Regions from separate parts of the Mus musculus genome. Here region 1 is linked to region 2. The links are chromatin contacts, called in public Hi-C maps. All regions are on one chromosome and are shown on one strand. Each heading gives the region's core, a stretch centred on a gene start, on an enhancer-like site or on the middle of the called end of the contact. The rest is flanking DNA. Distances are from core to core; before and after follow the strand shown. Region 1 overlaps Rassf8 (Ras association (RalGDS/AF-6) domain family (N-terminal) member 8). Region 2 overlaps Gm38475 (a long non-coding RNA gene).

What was found. A called contact is a pair of places that touch in the nucleus more often than the background predicts.
Region 1: a Hi-C map of liver shows a contact between it and region 2, with 1.7 times the contacts expected there. The contact joins two enhancer-like sites. A contact is called at or near these places in 1 of 15 datasets of contacts at CTCF or cohesin (the NIH/3T3 cell line), 4 of 484 Hi-C or Micro-C datasets (bone marrow-derived macrophages, brown adipocytes, liver and 1 more), 1 of 115 datasets of contacts at active chromatin or transcription factors (astrocytes) and 1 of 9 other capture datasets (adipose tissue).

The regions. Positions count from the first base shown.
Region 1 is chr6:145,808,287-145,811,930 of GRCm38.p6, reverse strand. Rassf8 (Ras association (RalGDS/AF-6) domain family (N-terminal) member 8) reads right to left here. Exons shown (of 5, transcript NM_027760.3): 2 at 3,369-3,547. The coding sequence starts at 3,471. Among named protein-coding and RNA genes, the nearest start is that of Gm38927, 32 kb to the left of the region's middle. Within about 2 kb of position 2,155, at least 7 of the 459 cell types and tissues checked have an H3K27ac peak or open chromatin away from gene starts, as enhancers often do. A contact at or near this core is called in liver, where this site is marked.
Region 2 is chr6:145,521,295-145,525,060 of GRCm38.p6, reverse strand. The region is part of intron 2 of Gm38475 (a long non-coding RNA gene); the gene reads left to right. Among named protein-coding and RNA genes, the nearest start is that of Gm15499, 80 kb to the right of the region's middle. Within about 2 kb of position 2,235, at least 12 of the 459 cell types and tissues checked have an H3K27ac peak or open chromatin away from gene starts, as enhancers often do. A contact at or near this core is called in liver, where this site is marked.

The DNA of each region.
Region 1 (3,644 bases), core at 906-3,405, 290 kb before region 2:
CTGAGGCCGGAGGATCAGAAGTTCAGGACTTTCCTGAGTTCCAGACTAAGTCCAAGGCCAGCCTGAGAAAGTTGGTGGTGCCCTGTCTCAAAACCAGAATAACAAGCAGGTTGAGAATTTGCTTAGCATTTCTGAGTCCCTAGGTTCCCCAGATGGGTCCCTAGTCACAGAAAGTTTTTATGTAAGTGAAGATTATATGTGTGTGTGTGTGTGTGTGTAGAACCTCAGACTTGGCAAGTTCAACTTCATTTTATTACAACAGTTTTTTTTAAGTATACATTTCTGTTTAATGAAGAACCATACTATCTAATTTACTTTATTCTTTAATTTTAAATGTATTCGGAATTTGACAGTAAGAGGGGGTTCTGGGAACTAGGAGTCTGTTCTGGTTTAAGCAAACATCCAAAATTAGAAGAAAAAAATTACTATTCAAGATAAGCATGAGGAGCAGACAGTGCAGACTCTAGGTTCAAGGTCAATGACATGGGGTAGGTTCAGAGAGCAAGCTCATAACATGACATACCACAGGCAAAGTGCACCTGAGAGCTGTGTTGCCCAGCCCACTATGAAAGAATGCAGTGTGTACTCACAAACACTGGTTAAAGTCCATTTGACAGATTAGGAAATGCCCACAGTAGCAGAGTACAGATTGGTGGCGTCTGTGACAGTATTTCTAGAGGTGATACTTAGGGCCCTGACCAAATGGATGGATTCATCCTTTGACAGATTTATGACTGTATTATTGAGAAGTGGTAAGAGACAGGAAATACATCCTAATTGGAGGAAGTTGGTCTATGGTACCATGTCCTTTGGGATGACTAACTGCCCTAGCCTCTTCCTGTAGTCTTTCTAAAACTTGGTCACTATGATGGTTTGAATAAGAACGGCCCCATAGGCTCATATATTAAGTGCTTGGTGACCAGGGAGTGGCACTGTTTGAAGACTAGGAGGCGTGTCCTTCTTGAACTAAGTGTGGCCTTATTGGAGGAATTGCATTACGGGGGATGGGCTTTGAGGTTTCCAAAACCAATGCCAGGCCCAGTTTCTCTACCCGTGCATCATGATGTATCTCTCAACTACTTCTCCAGAACCATGCCAGCCTGTGTGCCACCGTGCTCCCTGCCAGGATGACAATGGACTAAACTTCTGAAACTGTAAGCCAAGAGTGAGCTGTGCCATATGATTACCCACCACGATAAAGGGATACTCCTGAACCTATGAAGCAGACCGGTAACACTCACGTGAAGTTGTTCTGTCAGACATTTGGTGATAACGAGGTAAAGCCCCTGACGCAGAGAACTGGAGGGTAGGAGGCTGCTATGGTATCTGACCATGTGCTTTGTAAGTCCTTTGGAAGTAGGTAGTGGGATGAACTCAGGAGACGTGAGAAACAGGCTAGGAAACCCTTACAATGCTGTGAGTTAATGGGTGATTTTGCTTGGAGCTCAAGGGAGCAGAGTTCCAGTGAGAATGTGGGCAATGAAAGCTTGGCTCAAGAAGTTTCAGATGGGAACAACTCAATTGGGAACTGGGAGAGAAGTCATTTGTGTTCTGCTGTAGCAAATAATGTCTACATTTTGTTCCTAATTTGAGAAGTCGTGGGAGGCTGATTTAAACAGGTAGACTAATTAATCCGGTGGAGAGCGGTTTAGGACAGCACAGTATCCAGGCTATTCATAGGTAGTGCTAGTGGCCCTGAGCCAGGCTTACAGTGAGACCTGGAAGGACAAAGCTGAGCAAGCTTTGAAAACAGTGTAGTGGTTAGAAAAGGACTGTGCTGCAGACAGAGGCGTGGCTGCCAGAGTGTGCAGAAGTCGTCTACTGTGATGACAGGGGGTACCCGATGGAAAGTGGCCACACTGCACCCTCACAGACTGAAGAGTGTGACCCAGTAGCATCCCTTCAAAGGGGTCCCCCTTGGAAGGACGTAGCCTTTGGGTGCCTCGTGGACAAAGAGCTGCCTAGAAAGTACTCTCCTCTTTCTTTCCACTGTGCACAGCTGCCCAAGGACTCAGAGGGCAGAGCAGCTGCGGGACAAAGCTGGGATGCTTGGGCTGGCAGGCAGCAGGTTTGGCATCATCCGTGTGGTGCTGGCTTCACAGGCATGCAGAGGGTAGAGTTGTGGAGCGATGGAAACGCCCATTCAGGTTTCAAAGGAGAAGCCTGGGAAGCCAGGCAGCATGTGTCAGGGTCAGAGTCCTGAAGAGCACTCACAGGTCAACGTGTGAAGCTGTGCGGGTGAAGAGGAGCCTGCACTGAAGGCTCCTGGGGAGGCTAGAAATGTGAGCTGCCACTGGGAAGGCAGTGAGGTCACATGACTCCCCAAGCCCGCTGTAGCTCAACTACAGGATCCCATGTTGTCCTACTGGGTTTAGTCATGCCTTGAACCAATTGTTTCTGATCATATTTATCTTTATTGATATATATGTGTGTGTGTGTGTGTGTGTGTGTGTGTGTGTGTGCCACATGCATGCGTGTACCTTTGGGACTAGAAGAGGGTGTCTGGCACCCTAGCACTGCAGTCACATGTGGTTGATCTTTATGACAGGGGTGCTAGGAACTGAATTGGGTCCTCTCTGGCCACTGAGCCATCTCTCTAGCCTTAGTCCAATACTTACTTGGTATTTTCCTATTCCTCTTTTCCTTTTAACAGGAATGTTTAGTCTGTGGCACTGTATGCTGTGATTTTATAATGTGTCTTTCACTTCTACAGTGCCTCATAGCCAGGAGTCCACTGAGTCTCCGAGAGACTTTTAACTGGGGCTTTTGAACAATGTTGAACTGTAAAGACCACTGAGGCAGACTCAGTGCACTGTGAACTACAAGGTACACATTCAGGCTTTTGGGGGAATGTCAGAATGCTACAGTTTAGTCATAAAGTGTCTTTCCAAAGGCTCCTGTGTTTATTGCTTGGTCCCAAGATGGTGATTCTATTTTGGGAGGTTCTAGAAACTTTAGGAGATGGGACCCAGCTACAAGAAGCAAGTTACTGGGGTGGGATTTTTAAAGATATCTTGCCCCTGGCATGTTCTCACTGTCTGCCTCTGTGTGCCCACCCTTCCTCTCCTTCTCTCCCTCCTCCCTCCCCCCCTCCCCCTCCTCGCCCCTCCCCCTTCCCCCTCTCACCCATCCCTCTCCACCCCAGGAGTCTTAGGCCAAGAAACGATGGGCCGAGCCCTTTGAAATTCTGAATCCAAACGTTATCTTTCTGACACTTTCATCAGGATGCTGAGGTAGTTCACACACACACACACACACACACACACACACACTCTCTCTCTCTCTCACACACTCACACACACACAGCCCCGCCACACTCCAGACAAGTGTGAAGTGCCATTTTTCTTGACTTGCCAATTTTTACTTACCTATAGCTTGGGCTAAGGCTATTACAACCTCCTGGCAAGTTGTGACTTCCGTGACGCCACAGACGATCCTCTGAACGCCATCCACCCACACTTTAAGTTCCATGGTGCATGTGCCAGTCCCACAAAGGCCCTGGCAGTAGGCATCAGGGTGTCAGGTCATGGCTCTGGCTTCAGAAACACTAAAAAAGGTAAAATGTTTGTTTAAAATAAAGTAAACTTCTCCCTGTGTTATGTGAACTATAACACAACAAGAAGCATCCCACTGTGATAGCGTCC
Region 2 (3,766 bases), core at 986-3,485:
AAATTACTTATTTCTCAGATGGGCGCTCTGGGGAACAGCCAGGTTAACGCCGAGCTGTGAATTTCACAAATACTCTTGCTTAGCATATAATCTATTTAAATAGAACCATTCAACAAAACACAAACATGATAATTGGTGCAATTTTTGTGTGTGTGTGTGACACACAGCCTAGAAGAATATGTTGGTTTTCTTTCCTTTTTCTTTTTAATCTCAGCACAGCCAGAAGTCTGGCAGAGTAATCACTAAAGCCCAAGGTGAAGCCTCAGATGGAAACACAGACAGACAGAGCACCGCTGAGCCTCTCACACTTCATAGCTCAGCCCTGGACAGACATACTGTCCTGGTTAAGACCTAATCACTGCCAGTACCTTCTGATCACAGGATTGGATTTAAAAGAAACAGCTAGAGTACCACAGTTGCCTTAATTATTCCTGAATGTTGATTACAATGATCATTTGCTGAATATCTCAATGTTTTGTAGCAAAAAAAAAAAAAAAAAAACCCATGAAATTAAAAATATGGCCTCTTAGTGTTATAAAAATATATTTTGAAAAATAATGTTTATTTATTTATTTATTTATTTATTTTCCTTATTCACTGAACATTCTGCTCACTGCCACCTCCTGGAGATTGGGGGAGGAGGGGACAGCTAGAGATTTTGGAAGTGATTTTCCTGCTTTTTCTCACTGTGGTTTGCAGAAAGAGCAAGGTCAGATGAATGTCCTCGAGTGTTTGAATTTTGGTTTTCTGTTTGTTTGGTATTATATTTTATTTTGTAAGGCCCAAGGATGCTGGTGTGCTTCTCTGGCTAAGGAATTTAAGACTGAGACAAATCCGTTCTAACCCCGCACACTCCTGCTACCCTGAGAGCTCTCACACAAGGGACAAGCCAGACCACTGAGACCACTTACCTAAGTGCTTGCCCGGGGCCCCTGCTTGTACACCGAGACCTAGTGCCTCATGGGAAATCTGATGTTTTTACATTCATTTCGACCCTCGGATGCTATTGGAGTGAAGCAAGCCGTTCCTCTGTCAGGCGGGTCTCGAGTGAGGCAAGTGAAGTAAGCCGAGGAGGAGATACTTCAATGGCACCTCAAACAGGACGGGTGGGAATGTCAAGATGCCACGTGGCCCCGCGTGACTTCTCCCGCCTCGGTTCTGAATGGGCCACGTGGCAAAGTACAGGTGCCTTTGGATGTTCACCTGACTATTTCAAGATTTCTTTCACAAATTAGAGGGAAATGTCTAGGCAAATGCTTCTGTTGTAAATGTACGTGATTTCCAAAATGAATCCTAGATCCTAGGAGCCACCGGCAATAAGGAAGACTTGTATGTTTGCGTACACCGTAACGCTGCATGTTTAACCAGTTCACAAATGCTAACCAATAGCATAAACTGCATGAGTAGATATACCTGAGCTCAAAATAACTTAGCTAAGCCACATAACAGCAACTTTTAAGTAACAGCAACTTCTGTTGTTTATATTTCCTCACCGATAAGTGGCTCGTTACAGTTCCTCTTTCAAGTGTTGTGAGAAGAGTTAAATATGATAACTTGAGGTGTTGGCAAAGTTGCAGAAGCAGAGTCCCGAGTAAGGACTGTTTTTGTTCTGAGCTATATAGCCGCACTTGGGAAAGAGTCAGCATGGCCTCTGCCTTCAGGAGAAGCGCGCTTACTGAGGTGGGACACACATGCACAAAAACTTTAATACACTGCAACTGCACATCGCAGTGGTATTCAGAGTCCAGTCAAAGCATTAGGCCTGGGGAGGCCACAAGTGAACTGGGATTCCAGCTCCGAGCAAGAGTGTGCTGCAGCCCAAGAATGAATTGGCGCCAGGGAAAGACAATGTGCTCAGGTCCTTGGGGATAAGTCTGGAGTTTATTTCTGGAGCCTCTTTGTTCTCTATAGCTAGTTTCTTCAGATGCGTGACTAACAGAATAGAAAGACAAAGCCAAGTGCAGATCTCTTTCTGTCTCCCCGTCTGCTGTCTCCACCCTCTCAGTTCTGCTCCAGAAGCCTTCATCACCTTGAGCTCTGGCCCTGCCAGACTCCCCATGGTGAAGATCCCAGGCTGTGCTGCCCCATCACGCTCCGCTCCTCAGGACCTGGGGAACCTTCACGGCACATTTCTCTGGGCTCTTCATTTGTGTCCCTCCTTTCTCTTGGGGACCACAGCCTTTTGCTGTTTGTCACACAGCGTTTGACCTTTGTCCTGTAGGGAGTAAAGGTGGTTAGTCTCCTGCCAGTCCATTTTGGCCTAAAGTCAAGGCCCCATTGATTTCCATGAAAAGGCACCGTGCCTCTCGCACTCGCTTCTAGAACTCATCTGTGGGAAGTCGGTCTAGGAATCTGGCAGCTGATCGTCAAGGGGAGGCGAACAATAAAAACTTTCCCAGTCAGGAAGATGTCATCCTGCAGCCATGTTGACGGGACATTCCTCGGTTATTCAGACAGAATTGCTCAGCAGTGGCAGATGATGGGATGGTAGCAATTTATGAGGCATGGTCACCAGCGAAACTGCACTTACTTAGGTGGGCCAGGCAATTGCCTGTGTAACAAAATGCATTTTCTAAGGTATCTAAAAGCAGTTTTGTCCTGGTGGCCATGAGTGTCCATTCCTCAGGACCCCTTCCCTCACAGAGATCTCTTGCTCCTCTGCTCCCTTCTCAGAGCTCTGCTGATCTCCACTCATGTCTTCTATTCAGTGCCAATGGCTTTCTTCTTAAAAGCATCTAAACCTAAAACCCATTCCTCTAGGAGAGATGGCTTGGCAGTTAAGCACACCCGGTGCTCCACGGAGGGCATGAGTTTGATTCCCAGCACCTGCATGCTGGTTCACAGTAGTGTGTAAGTCCAGAGCCCTTCTGCAAGTCTGATGCCTGTTGCAGGAAATATTAAAAAATATGAACCTGCCAACTCTCATCAGGGCCAGGCCACACACTCAATCCTGCCACTGCCAACAACTCTCTAGAGCTAGCCCCTGCACCAGGTTATCTCACTTGCTCAGTCTCTCAGCCCACCAACTCGCTGACTCTGTGAGGCCACCTGGCTCCCACCGGGCCATCTCTTGGATGCCCCCTATTCTCCGAGTTCCTCTCACTTTCACACAACACCCCACAGACCCCTGGTTAGCCATCACAACACCTAATTACTCGGTAGAATCAAGACTCTTAATGCTTAATTAGCCAATCAGATTAATGTATCAATAATAACCCAATTTATAAGATGCCAATACAATAATTTCAGAGCCAAATGATAATAATGATAAAGCTTTAACCCAATTATTCTAACCTTTTGATAACATCACATTGGCTTCCATTCTTGTTCTCTCTCACCTCCTGAGACCTCTCTCTCTGCCAACTCCTTGCTCTGCCTCCCTTCTATTGGCCAAAAACAAGCCTCCCAGTGCCCTAATGTGATTGGACAGAGAAAATCCTGCAGCAGATGCCTTTCTGGCCTCCATGAACACTAGGCACACTGTGTGTGTGTGTGTGTGTGTGTGTGTGTGTGTGTGTGTGTGTGCGCGCGCGTGCACACACGTGCACATGCACACAAGTAAGTGCTTATACACATAAAATTAAAATAAATCAATCTTTATTTGACAAAATTTTTTGTAAATTGCTCATGTCCCATAAATATTATTCCATCTGGATCTGGAGACTTGAAATTATTTAAACAAGTCAAGCAGTGTTCAAAGAACATTGCACACACTATGCAATCTTATGGGATAGATTCTGCTTTGAGATCTGATGTGCCCAATGGA